2 separate regions of the Mustela erminea genome follow, and region 1 is linked to region 2. Evidence: chromatin contacts called from public Hi-C data. All regions are on one chromosome and are shown on one strand. Each heading gives the region's core, a stretch centred on a gene start, on an enhancer-like site or on the middle of the called end of the contact. The rest is flanking DNA. Distances are from core to core; before and after follow the strand shown. Region 1 holds the start of PPP2R1B (serine/threonine-protein phosphatase 2A 65 kDa regulatory subunit A beta isoform). Region 2 holds the start of SIK2 (serine/threonine-protein kinase SIK2).

Evidence for each region. Hi-C and Micro-C count contacts between places; a contact is called where the count stands out from the background.
Region 1: a Hi-C map of fibroblasts shows a contact between it and region 2, with 3 times the contacts expected there. The contact joins the promoter of PPP2R1B here to the promoter of SIK2 in region 2. A contact is called at or near these places in 2 of 3 Hi-C or Micro-C datasets (fibroblasts and spleen).

What each region holds. Positions count from the first base shown.
Region 1 is chr9:8,517,107-8,523,798 of mMusErm1.Pri, reverse strand. PPP2R1B (serine/threonine-protein phosphatase 2A 65 kDa regulatory subunit A beta isoform) reads left to right here and starts at 4,180. Exons shown (of 17, transcript XM_032358857.1): 1 at 4,180-4,350; 2 at 5,148-5,238; 3 at 5,617-5,717. The coding sequence starts at 4,237.
Region 2 is chr9:8,355,194-8,362,298 of mMusErm1.Pri, reverse strand. It overlaps SIK2 (serine/threonine-protein kinase SIK2), which reads right to left and starts at 2,796. Exons shown (of 15, transcript XM_032358851.1): 1 at 2,490-2,796. The coding sequence starts at 2,624.

The sequences.
Region 1 (6,692 bases), core at 2,931-5,430, 160 kb before region 2:
CCAGCCGTAAAAATGCAATTAAAAACTTGAGGTGAAAATACTCAAGTTCCACAGGATTAAGACAGTTTTTGTATAAATATAAATTCAAAATTTCATTAATGCAGTGGTGATAATTACTGCTTTGCAATGGATTAAGAACAGACCTGGGAATCTGTTTACCAGGGTCATCTTGCTAAATGAAGATAGTTGGAAAATGCCTGTGTGTGCCTCAGGTTTCCTGTGTGTGAACTGGACCAACTACCACTTCATTATTATCTACCATTTCTTGACCGCCTTTTCAATGGGAGGACACTTGTGGGTCTGCCTTGAGAGATGAGAGAACCACCTGGGCCTTTGTCTTGCACTCGGCCTTCTCTTCCAGGGGGGTGCTCTGAAGCAGATCAGCTTGAATGAGCATTTATTCTGTAAAGCCCAGCGGATGGTGAGGAAGATGCGAGCTGGGTCAATGAGGCAGGAGGCTGGAGAGCATGACTGTGATGTCCTTCAGACTTCCTCAGGACTGACCCTTCTCTCCTGTGATGTTGGGAGCTGTTACAAGCCCTAAGAGGTGATGTCTGTTCATCCCATCTGCTTGTGCTTCTCTGAATTCTTGATGCTTCGTGTGACAGGAATGGGGCAAGTCTGACCCTGTCTTCCCTTGACTCACTAGATGCGTGAACTGCATGTGGGTGTCAGAGCCCAGTGTTTCTGTGCTGAAGATGTCACGCTGTTTCCCAGGTGTTGCTTTAAACCTTAGCTAAATCTTAACTGCTGCTTCTGGCACTCCCTGGTCATTTAGTTTTGTGGTGTGTGTGTGTGTATCTGTTGGCGGGGGGTGGGGGGTGGGGTGGTGGTGGTGCACAAGGTGGGGCAGGGGAGAACATGGGGAGGAGACCAGAGGCAGAATAGAGAGGATGTGGCCGCAGCTCAGAAACCCAGGGCTGTATTTGTTGTGCTTAGCTGTATTCCAGGAGTCAAGCAGAAGAGGGATCCGTTTAATCTGGTAAAAACCATAGCCAATAGGGACAGAATTGCTCATCAATAAGCGGTTGTCGCTGTCATTTGCTTTTTCTGGACAAGAGACGGCCTCCAAAACTCTTCTCAGACTCTTCCTGGACAGCTGCTTGTTGACATGGAAATAGTTTTTTTCAGATGTTTTAGAATCCGTGACTTTGGAATATCTTTGTGCGTTAGAATCACGAGGGCACACAGTCAAGTGCCCCGCCCTACTCTCAGGGGTTCTGATTCAGTGGATTTGGGGTGCAAGCCAGGAAGCGTTTTTTTCACATGCATCTGAGGTGATTCAGATAGTCTGTGGACCATACTCCCCGAAAGACTTAGACTTTGTTCCAGTTTCCGTTTGGCCCAGTTTTTGAAATAGCCTTTTCTGCTGGAGCCTGTTTTAATGACTTTCTTTATTGAAGGATTTATTAGCATCTCCATGTTTACTACATGTTCTGTTCTCACATCATCACAGTAACTAGAGAGGGACCCAGAGGTGGTTAACTCCATTTTATTGGGGGTGAGGGGGTGGGAGGTGGGATTGAGGCATAGGAAGAGGCAGGTCACAGTGAGTCAGAGACAGAGGTGGGAATTGAAGTCTCGAATTGATGACTCTAAACCAGGCAATTTTTTGGCACCTATTTTTTTCAGCTTTGTGATTTCATATTTAATCATAGTTATTTCTTAGGTATCTAATTCATTGTGCTTGGGTAAGGAAAGCATATCTGAGTTTTAAACAAAATAGCTCAGGTTTAATCAGTGTGCTAATTTTTGTTCAGAATGAGGTCATCTAAGCTTGAGCTAACATGTAGATGATGACATGTGTGGAACTAAATGTGCTTCTCTCTCTGCTTGCTTCCTCCACCGTTTCTGAAGACTTTTTACATCAAGTATAAGGGAACAGATTCCCCCCCACACACCCCCAACCATGCCAATAGGAACACCCTCCGATCTTCTAACTGGTAAGGTACAAAATCCAAAAACCTCTTGGCCCTTTTTTCAACTTGAATGGTATTTGGATCCATTTCTAAAGGAACAAAAAATCGTGAAAACTCTCAGGCAACTTAGATTATTTATTTACTCATTTGAAAGAGAGAGAAACAGAGATAGTGACAGAGAGAGCATGAGCAGGAAGGAGAGGGAGAAGCAGTCCCCCTAACGAGTGGGGAGCCCAACTCAAGGCTCGATCCCAGGACCCTGGGATCATGACCTGAGCGGAAGGCAGACGCTCAACCAGCTGAGCCACCCAGGCGCCCCCAACTTAAATGATTTTTATTACAATGTTACTTAAACTTGAAAATTTAAAGTAGGAATATGATTTTTTTTATATATAGTTCTTATACACTAAAAGCCCAAAATCTACAAATCAGATACACAGGAGACGGAATTATCCCATGTATTGTGACTCAGGTGTTGCCCGTGAACACTCAGTTTCTTTTGAGGCGAATGTGCCTTTGCCACCAAGTGACCTGTAACACCTGTTTTCTCACTACTCCTCTGTTGGAAATGTTGCCACAGTACATTTCCATGGTGTCATTTGGCTTTCATTTTGGGCATGAAAACACCATTTTCATTTTAAATCCACCTCTGTTCTTTTCTCATTATCCTAGAAGGGTGTAAAAGTAACAGTGGAACACACATGTGAACCTAAGTTTTGAAATAGGGCTGCAATACTGGTTATAAAGTGGTCAGCCAAATAGTCCAGGATATGCTTATATAAATCTAAAAATTACAACCAAAATGAAAACCAAATGGAAGCCCTACAGAATACATCCACAGACTTAATTTGAGAGCTACTGTTCAAGTCCATTGGTGCCCAAACTTTCACTCCTATCAAAGTCTCTATCTACTGTGTTTACTCTGACGAACGGGGTGTTTAAAAAAAAAAAAAAAAGTCTCCCGGGGCGCCTGGGTGGCTCAGTGGGTTAAGCTGCTGCCTTCGGCTCAGGTCATGATCTCAGGGTCCTCGGATTGAGTCCCACATTGGGCTCTCTGCTCAGCAGCGGGCCTGCTTCCCTTCTTCTCTCTCTGCCTACTTGTGATCTCTGTCAAATAAATAAATAAAATCTTTGAAAAAAAAAAAAGTCTCCCAAATTGTGTTCATTGATAATTTTGTTTTCATTCATCAGACCTGCCATTACCATTTCCGAGCTTATGTTAACCATATGTAGTTTATCACTCTAAGCCGCTTAAATTATAGTCCAAAATGAACAAAAAAGGGGGGGGGGTGTTTCTGTGCTTCCCTCAGAAGGGTAAAGGAAAACTTTCCATTAAGTTTTGTAAGAAACTCCAGTACCCTCACATCCTCCTCCTGGTGCCTTTGAGGACTCTGGGAGTTCTAGGGAGGCCAGTTTAGCCTTTCTTGTACAAGCAAAGTAGCCACTCCACCCAGTTTGGAAGGATTAAAGCTTGTCCTAGTTTTGCTTGATTGTTGTACTTCTAGCATGCTAAAGACCTAAAAGAGGGAGGAAGAAAAAACAACAGAAGGCACCATTCCAGTACCAAACTGAAAAGAAACACAAAAACAAGAGAGCAGCATGTTTTTAACAGCTTGCATGGAAAAAGCGGAAAAAATATTGACTGGGGAGTTTGGACAGCAGTGTTCATTTTCTCTCACCGCCCGCGTTATTTGTCTTACGGAGCAGGAGCCAGATACAATTCTGGCTCATAGGCCAGAGGAAGAGGTGGAGGGGTTCTGTGGAAGCTTGAGGCTAGCGGGGGAAATTAGGGCTGGAGACCCGGTGGCTCAGAGCCAGGATGAAGTCAGGGGAGGCGCTAAATCTGTTTTCCTTCTGGCCTTGGGCATCCTCTTTGGTGTGCCCGAGTCCTAGGAGCAGAGCTCGCATCACTCAGGTAGGTCCCTGACCTCTTAAGTCCACCATGAGCAAAGTGAATTCCTGCCCCTGTTTCTTTTGGCTGCGTAAAGGATGCAGGGGCTCCATGCGCTTTCTCGGCCCACCCTTCTGGAGTTTAAACGTACACCTCGCGCAACGGGGTCCGGGCGGGTACCTCCATCACCCTGGCCAAGCCTCAGCACCGCCGCCTCCGCAGAGTGGGAGCTTGGGCCTTAGTTCCGACGGCCTGGGCGCGGGGCGGGGCCTGGGCGCGGGGCGGGGCCTGGGCGCGGGGCGGGGCCTGGGCGCGGGGCGGGGCCTGGGCGCGGGGCGGGGCCTGGGCGCGGGGCGGGGCCTGGGCGCGGGGCGGGGCCTGGGCGCGGGGCGGGCGGCGTCGGCGAGGAGCCGGAGGAGAAAGAACATGGCGGGCGCAGCGGGGCCCGGGACCGGCCCGGGGGCAGCGGGAGGAGATGGAGACGATTCGCTGTACCCGATTGCGGTTTTAATTGACGAGCTCCGCAACGAGGACGTGCAGGTACTAGAATCGGGCTGGGCGTGGAGTCGGGCCTGGTTGGGCGTGTGGTGGGGAGGAAGGAAGGCCGGCTCCGCGGTGGGGAAGGCTGGGGGGCCTTGGAAGAGGCTGACTTAGAGCAGAAATTTGATGGGGAGGAGGATAGAGACCCGTGAGGGGCAGCGCTGGCTCGAACAGACCTTCCCCGGGGCCTCTGCAGCACCCCTCCTCCCAGCGCCTGAGGCGTCCCACCCGGTCCTGGCGGTTGTGAGAGCACCGGCTTCCCGCCGGGGCGCCCCTTCCGGGTGGTGCTGGGAGGGAACGCGCGTTGGGTCTTGCGCTGGGAGGAGGGTGGCCGGGCCCCAGGAGGCTGGAGTGGGCTGCAGAGATGCCGGAGGGGCCCTGTGAGCAGCAGGTGGGTGAGAGCCTTCCTCTCGGCTTGGAAACCGGCCTGGCTTGTTGGGCACAAAGAGAGTGGGGCGGCTTAATAACCTAGAAGAGTCGGTGTGTCAGCTCTGGTGTAACTTTTTTCTTTGGAAAGCCGGGGCTTGTGTTCAACCATTTCACCAGCTTCACCGAAGCCAGAGTGTTCTCGTGTTGAAATTGTCTCACTTCCTGGATGTGGTATTCTTTTTCCTTCTTCTAATGGGCCCTTTGATTGTTGCTCTTAAGAAACCTTCCTTTGGCTAAACCGGAGCTGTGTTCCCACTGCTCCCAAGGTTCCTCATAGGGTAAGATCTAAAATGAAAGTTTTCCTCCTCATCACTGTATGTCATTATCCTACCTGTTTGCAACTTTCATCTATTTATTTATTTATGAAGCTCCGTCTCAACAGTATTAAGAAGTTATCAACAATTGCTCTAGCACTTGGAGTAGAAAGGACGCGAACGGAACTGCTGCCATTCCTTACAGGTTTGTGACTTTTTGGTTTAAAGAAAGGCATAGCCATTGCCATTTTCCAGTGGCTTTCAAAACTTACTCTTTTTTAGAATTTGTTACCAATGCTGTTAAATACTAAACTGAGCCTGATGCTTTCTGTATAAAAGAAGCAAGACAAGGCATATCTTATGGCCAGATGTATTAAAACATTAACTATTTAGCTAATGGGAAGGAAGATAATTGATACGGGATTGTCAATTTCTAATTCATTATGTGAAACAGGTCCAGAATGCTGTTAGGACTGTGACAGGACTATCTAGTTAAATTTTGAGTCTATTTCTACTTTTGTGTGAGTATCCCATTCTGGGCAGCTATCCTTGTTGATGAGTACTGGGTTATTGTCATTTCCAGATACAATTTATGATGAGGATGAGGTACTGTTAGCTCTTGCTGAGCAACTGGGAAATTTCACTGGCCTGGTGGGAGGTCCTGACTTTGCCCACTGTTTGCTGGTAAGTATATTCTGCCTTCCGTTTTTCCAGAACTTTCCCAGCATAAATTATACATTATTTAGTGATAGGGACACTATGGGATTTTTAGTGCAGATCTTTTTATGGGTGGTCACATTGTTGGCTGTTGGGAAAACAAATAATGTAGGTACTTGTGACCGAGCATAAGAGCTTATTTTTCTTTTCTTTTCTGCCTCTGTGGACTTACTTGTTAGTGTAGAGATTGGAAGAAAAAGGGTTTGATTGTTTTTGTGGGTTCTCGCACTTCTCCCCCTCCCGAAAATTGGAGATCTTAATTCTCACCTAGCAATGTCATAATTTGGGAAATGTTTATTAGGGGCTTTTCTTTTTTTTTTTTTTAAAGATTTTATTTATTTATTTGACACAGATCACAAGTAGGCAGAGAGGCAGGTAGAGAGAGGGGGGTGGGGAGAAGCAGGCTCCCTGCTGAGCAGAGAGCCCGATGTGGGGCTCGATCTCAGGACCCTGAGATCATGACCTGAGCTGAAGGCAGAGGCTTTAATCCACTGAACCACCCAGGCACCCCATGGGGCTTTTTTCTTTTTTAATTGAAGTTTTTATATAAGTAATCTCTATACCCAGTGTGGGTCTTGAACTCAAAACCCCAGGATCAAGAACCATATGCTCTGGGGTGCCTGGGTACCTCAGTCGTTTAAGTGTTTGCCTTCAGCTCAGGTCATGATTCCAGGGTCCTGGGAACGAGCCCTGCATCAGGCTCCCTGCTCCACGGGGAGCCTGCTTCTCCCTCTTCCCTCCAACTCCTTGCTCGTGCTCTCTTTCTCTCAAATAAATAAGATCTTTAAAAAAAAAAAAAAAGAAACACATGCTCGCCAGACTGAACCAGTCAGCCTCCTTGGAAATGTTTATTAGCTTTTTATCTTTGATTATAAGCCTATGGTTTGCTTCTGACTTACTTTGTGGATTTGATGAGTTCAGTTAGATTGGGAACTCAGTGAC
Region 2 (7,105 bases), core at 1,547-4,046:
TAAAATAAGATTAACACTTTAAGGTTTCCACTAGCCATCTTATTTATAGTATTTGGGATAGTTGTATCCATTGAAGACTGAAATACTTATCCAGACAATGAATGAAGATCATAAGCACTGCTTTAAAAATCCTCATTAGTAGTATACTTTAAGAAATAATTCTAGAGGTACTATTGCTAAACAATTCTTAATGCAAATTACCACGAAGTTTCACAGAGCAAACTCTGCAAAACTTCAGATCTATAAGAACTTTTCTCTTTGTTAATTACCCTGCTATTTCCCTCATTCCTCTCAATTTTAACATTTCCACTCACACCATATTATCGGGGACACTCACCCATCTTAAACTAACATTATTTCTTTTTATATGTTAAAGACACCTTCTTTTGAAAAGCAAAGGGGAATGGGGTCTACGGACTAGAAATTTAGCTTTCAAATTAAATCATGTCTCACATGTATCGTAGGATCTGAGTGATCTGACCTGTGCCTTCAATTACAAATGCATTGATCTTGATACCTGATGGCCAAACCACGATACTACTCCACAGTGCCCCCTAGCTTCACCAGATGTATCAGTTTAAAAGAGACGGTTTGAACCGTCAACCTCAAGAGAAAGTGTCACTCAATATCAGCTCACCTAAACAATTCTTAAATAGATAACCTAATACCTAAATTTGGACTAATAAGTAGCAGCTGAATTAATTAAATCTTGTGACCAATACTGATAAAAGCTTATGAGAAAAAAAATTATGAACTAATGGGTTTGGAATTCAACCACATAAAAATGTTCAAAAGTTCTGTAAGAAGCTTTCTTTAATCCACAATCTGTTTGATTTTTAGAGTCATTAAGCAAGGACTCATATAAAAATACGCATTAAAAATACCTTCTTTTATGCAGTTTATGGGGAAACAGCATGGCATTAGGCCATGGTTCTTTAGAGGAATGGAATAAATTTCTTCATTTTTAGAAATGCTGAGATCAAGATTAAGTAATCTCACTATAGGCACATTATTTATCATTAAAAACTCAGTATAATTGTGAACAAAGGTAAATTTGTGAGAGAAAATTTGTAACCTTGGTCCTGATGCTATAAAATAAGTCTGATTTGGAATGCCTCACCATTAGCAGGGGAGGACAAAAAGTGAAGATGACGCAATGACATGTGCCCCTACTTTTTGGAAATGGATTCCTTCACATTAAGCAAAACTTCCAAGAACAGAAGCAACAGAAATCACTCAAGTTTTCAAATGTCCTACACCTCCCATAGCCATTATGAAAATCCATTCCTAGGTTACTGCATATTCAAACTCTAACACATTTGCAATAAAAAGGGGGAAAAAACTGAATAGGATGAAAACTAGGGGAAAGAAAAACCCGAAAAAGGACGAAACTCCAGAACAACTGCAAGAAGGCAGGGTAGAGTACGTCAAAAACACAAGGTTTTATTCCAAAGAATAGTTTTGTTTCTACTGATTTTTTCTGAAGTATTTAATTTGCACGTCTTAAAATAGAGACCCTGAGGAGAGCAGCTTGAGGCAGTGAAAGGAAGGGGGGCGGGTTAGGTAAGAAGAGAGACTTGGGAGAAAATATGTACGGTGCATCAGAATGTGCAGTGGAGTGGGGGATGCTGGCTTCACCGCCAGGAAGCAGTTGAGGGCTTTTGGAGTAGAGAAGCCGAACCAGATGTGGCTTCAGGAACGCGCATTCGCCGCCAGAACGCACACCTGGTCAGGGGACCACCTGAGCGAAGCGAGACCGAGCCACCAACCGTGCAAGCGCAGAGATGACCATTTTAACCCGTTCTATTGTCTGGAGTATTAGATGGAAATGCCTCAGGCACGAGATCAAGCTAGCCTGACACCAAATCAAGAGACGCTGTCGGGCAAAAGGAGACACAGACGATGGACAATGGCCGTCCGGGCATTCCCGGCCGCGGGGCCCCTTCCCCGAGGGGCCAGGGAGGGGCGCAGCGGTCGCGGGGGCCGCGCGATGCCCCGTCCCGGAGTCCGAGCGCAGGCGGCCCCCTCCCCGGGGCTGGCGACGTCCCTCCTCGCGCGGCCCGGGAGCACCCAGACTTCCCCTCCCACCCCTCCCACCCCACCCCCAGCTGAAAGCTGGGAAGACGCGGAACTTGGGCTCCGGAGCGGAGGCCACAGATCAGGTCACGGCCCGGGTGGGAGGCTCTGGGAGAAATTCCGTGTGGCCACCGGGGGTGGCGTAGAGAAGGCAAAGCCCCGGCCGGTCGGGTTTCCAACTGGACGACACTCGGGGCCAGATGACCGGGCCCCGAGCCCTTCGGCGCTCACCGACCCCCCTGCAGCTCCCGGGTCCTCACAGTCCCAGGCCCCTCGCCTCAGCCAGAGACCCAGCCTCTCCGCTAGACCCAGCAACCCACCCCCCCAACCCCGCTGCAGCCGCCCCTCCCGGCCAACAGCTCCTCTCTGCCGGACCCTCGCCCCGGACGCTCCCGCCGAGCCCCGGGCCGCACCTCCGTCTTGGTGATCCGGTGCCGCCCCAGCTTCACCACGGCGAAGTTACCCTTGCCCAGCGTGCCCTCGATGTCGTAGAACCCCACCCGGACCGGCCCGCGCTGCAAGTGCTTCGGGCCATCCGCCATGACCATGCTGGGCCCCGCTGCCAGACTCGGCGGACTGGAGCGCGGGCTGGCGGGCCGGCGGCGCTGCTGGGCTCCGGCGACGCCGCTCGGCTCGCTCCTCCGCTCGGTCCCTCCCGCTCGGCTGGGCCCAGCCAGGCGCGCGCCGCCGCTGACGTGCGCCGACGTCAGGGGGCCGGGGCAGGGAGGCGGGGGCGGGACCGGGCCGCGATTGGTCACCATGGCGACCGGAGCACCGCCGACGTCGGCGGCTGGGAGGGAGGGAGCGAGGGAAGACGGGAGGGGCCTGGACGGCGCGTTCTTTCCGGACTCAGGCACCCCGGGTTCGCCGCCGCCTCGCGGCTGCCAGGGGCGGGGTCACCCCCCGGCCCGCCCCGTTCCTCGGCCACCCCAGCCGAAGGGCAAGAGCGAGCCCTGGTGGGCGGAACGGAGGGGTGCAGCGACCTGGTCGTCTCCTTGCCTCGTCCGGGCGGTCTCCGCCTACCTGAGGGCCTTCCCGCCAAACCGCTCACCTGTGCTTGCGGTGCGCCGGCGAATTCCGCACCGGCCAAGAGCTGGGGTTGAGCAACGCATCGCTCACCGACTCCTTCCTTCGTATCCCTTTCTCATTGGTTTCTATATAAATCCTTCCACATTTTGATGTCTCAGGAATCTTCTGACAGCAGCACGGGTCGCTTAGAGACTCCCAGAACGTCAGCGCTTGAAGAGACACCGGAGATCACTAATCCAGGGATCTGGAGCCTCACAGAGGCTTCAAAGCCTCAACCCCCCTCTACAATGCGAATTTTTCCCTCTTTGAGATTGTCTCTGGGGAGATGGGGCTGTATCTTTTATCAGGTTCACAAACGCGTTGGTGACCCTGAAAAGGTTAAATACTTACCTAATCCAGTTTCTTTTCAGATGATGAATCAAACCCCAAGGAATGAAGGGAATTGCCAGGGTCATGATGGTGAGGGTAGAGTCAGGACTGCAAATGACCGCACATCAGTATTCTATGTGGTGGCCCAAGGAAACAGGAACAGCGTTATTTCACATTTTGAAATATATGCCTCCACATCTTGCTTTCTAAATGCCAGTCTCTATTAAAAAGAACCAGACTCTGGAGAAATGAATGATTCGAAGACAGAAAGAGGGAAAGTACAAAATGCCCATGAAGATCTTGTGCTGGAAAGCAAGATTTTCAGAGTGATGGAGCACATGTCAAAACCAACAGAAGCCAGCTTGAAGCTACCTCCCGTTATCAAAACTGGGACAATTGAAACATCACCAATGAATAATGATTAGAATGGACTATAACACAATGAATTTCAAAAAGGAATACACAAGTGCATATTTATTCTTAAAATGTTAAATAAATAGGGCCGCCTGTGTGGCTCAGTGGGTTGGGCCTCTGCCTTTGGCTGGGTCATCATCTCAGGGTCCTGGGATCCCCCAGCGTAAGGCTCTCTGCTCAGCAGGGAGCCTGCTTCCCCCTCTCTCTGTGTGTCTGCTGCTCTGCCTACTTGTGATCTCTATCGGATAAATGAATAAAATCTTTTAAAAATTAAGTTAAATAAATATAAAGGCAAGAAAGGAGAAATAACTCCTCTTCTTGACAACTAAGACCCTGGAGGAAATGGTGAAATTAAGAAATCACCATTTTGCAAACACTATGGTAGTAATCGATTCAGGTAGGGAATTATCTATCAGTAGATTGCAAAATCATAAAATAGATGTTAAAATCACTGACACACGATATTTACTCACTCTCACAGAAGCCTCAGATTTCTTATTCATTACAAAGTGATCAAAATGGCCCCTTTACAGTAAAGAAGTCTGACAGACACCACCCAAACCAAATGATCAAAGTTAATGTCACCGGTTATGGGATAAAATGACACAAAGTGCCTTCTGATGGGAGATACTGAGAAGCATACAATACCCCTTAAATAGTATCCCAGTCAAAAAATCCAAATTCTGAATCTAATCACAAAGAGCAATCAGAAAAATGCAAATTGAGAAATATCCTATTCATCCACTGTCCTATCGTCTTTTTAAAAAAAGGTCAGTGTCACTAATGATAAAGAAAAAGCGGAAAACCTGTTATCTATTTAAGGGATTAAAGAGACATGTCACTAAAGGCAACATGTCATTCTGGATTGGGAGAAAGGTGCTGTAAAGGAATTTTTTCAGGGCAATTGTTGAAATTTGAATATGGATTGTGTATTAGATGAATATTTTATTTTTATTTAAATGTTAAGCCCCTTGAATTCTAGAATGGTGGTTATGAAAAAGTGTATGAATATTAAGAGTATTTAGTATTTTTGGAAGTATTTAGGGATGGGAGTTTTTGATATGTGTAATTTATTCTCAAATGGTTTTAGAAAGATAGCTAACGTGGCAAAACATTTAACTAATAGAACTAGACAAAGGGTATACGATAGACATTACATTGTTCTTGCAACCTCTGTTTTAATTTTTTTAATGAAAATTAATATTTGTATATGAATCCATTTTATTAATTTAATACTTTCTGTGTAAGATCAGCTGGTTCCTGTGCCCTCCAACTCCTCATGGTGCTTCTGTCCAGCACTCTCCCCAAGAAATACCTCATTCTACTGTGAATTATATCGTTTATAAAAGTGAGGAAGGTGAGACTGGTGAGATTTCTGGATTGATGAGAGTAGGATGAGAATTTGTCTAACTAGCCAGGAGCCCACATATATACCCTAACTCAAAAAGTGTTCCCATCTACATTTTGCCAGTTAGATTAATGTGTTTTAAGTGCTCTGGGGGTGGAAATTTGGGAATCGGATGAAAAGCTACTTACCCAAGAACCAGAAAATGCAGATAGAGACCCAACTTAAGCCAACACCTCCTCTTTCAAGTATCTTTCGAACAGAAATTAAGACTCTTTTCTGATTATTTTCATCAGATAACTAGCTCAACTACCTCCTTGCACAGTCTGGGATTAAGACTTGGTTTGGGGCTGGAAAGAGGAGAGAGAGATGGCAGGGAGTACCAGCAGGTTTTTGACAAACCAGAGATCAGTGTGAGGATGCTGAGTGTCTGGAGGTCAGAGAAAGAGAAACCAGAGATAGGGGAGAAGTAGGTGGGGTTGTGCCCAAAATAAACCTTGCCCCCTTGGAAATGCAGCAGGTGCACTACTGGAAATTACCAGGAGGCTGTAAATAGAACCTGGAGAAATGTATGTGGACTGAATATTCCAAGCTTGGACTCTTTGATTCAGCTCAGTTCCCTCAGTCCAAGAGATCTACTTTTCTCTCTGCGATTTTAACCCTGTGTGTCTCTTAGGCACCTTTGTTTCAATTAAATGATAGCCTATATATTATAGCAATTATTAATATTATCCAATTCTCATTTTCCTCCCCTCCTTCTCTCTCCCCCTTTCCCCTCTTCTTCCCCTTTTATCCCCCCAGATACATGCACACACATACCACCACCATCACCACATCAGGAAAAAGAATATAAAAGGGAGAAAGAGAAGAGAAGCTTCATACAATTCTCATCTTCTTCATCCCTAGTTTTAGTATCAAAGGGGAGAGGACTCTGGATGCCAGATTTCCTATTTGCTTGACCTTTCCAATGCAGTGTGCACAGCTAATGCTTTGAGTCCGGTATATTTGCCACTGGGTTGATTAAACAATGTTAAAATAACCTGTCAAAAGCCAAAAGGGTGTACATATATAAAGAGTTAAGAAAAAGGGAGAGAAGCTGAGGTAAGAATTAGTTCTATAACATACTGAACCTAGAACAAAAATGAGGAATGAGGAGAGGCATTAGCAAAGAGTTAATGAAAGAGTGATTTGAAATGTGAGGGGAGAAAACCTTCATGGCTCACGGTGCTGTACACATTTTTCTGAAGCTGAGAGCCCACGAACCTGAAAAACAAGATATGTACCATGTTTCCTCGACCATGCACAACATCTGCACTTTTACTGTTTTATCCTTTAGGACCGAATAAAAGTCAACATACCAGTAGGTTCAGGACTGAATTTTAGATTTAGTTCAAAACTGAAAACTGGTGGGATCTTTATTGATGACTTTGCTTAGAAAAAAAGAGGTTACAAAGCTAGCAGGCATACTTTGCTTTTTATATTACACAAGACAGGAAGAACCTGAGAAAATCCAAATCACTGATCTGTGCCAATTATCAGAGCTTCTCCTGGGTATAGAATACAGGTCCTCCCGAACTATGCACCAATCTGTCATGTTAATGAACATATGGGTCCCACTATGTTTAAAAAACTATATGGAAGTAAAACTAGAGAATTGATTATTTAAGCAAAACTTTCTTTGGCTCTTTTAAAAGATGTGTAACCATGCCCCGGGTTTCAATTTTTCAGGTTTAGTTTTAGCTGCGAAAGATCGTCTCTAAGTGAAGAACGTGTGATTCTCTCTAAACTTTGAAATTAATTTCAAAAATTTTTGTATCTCCTCCCAGACGACAGATTTGCTTAGGATCGTAATTTGAAAGGGATCTCAGAGAG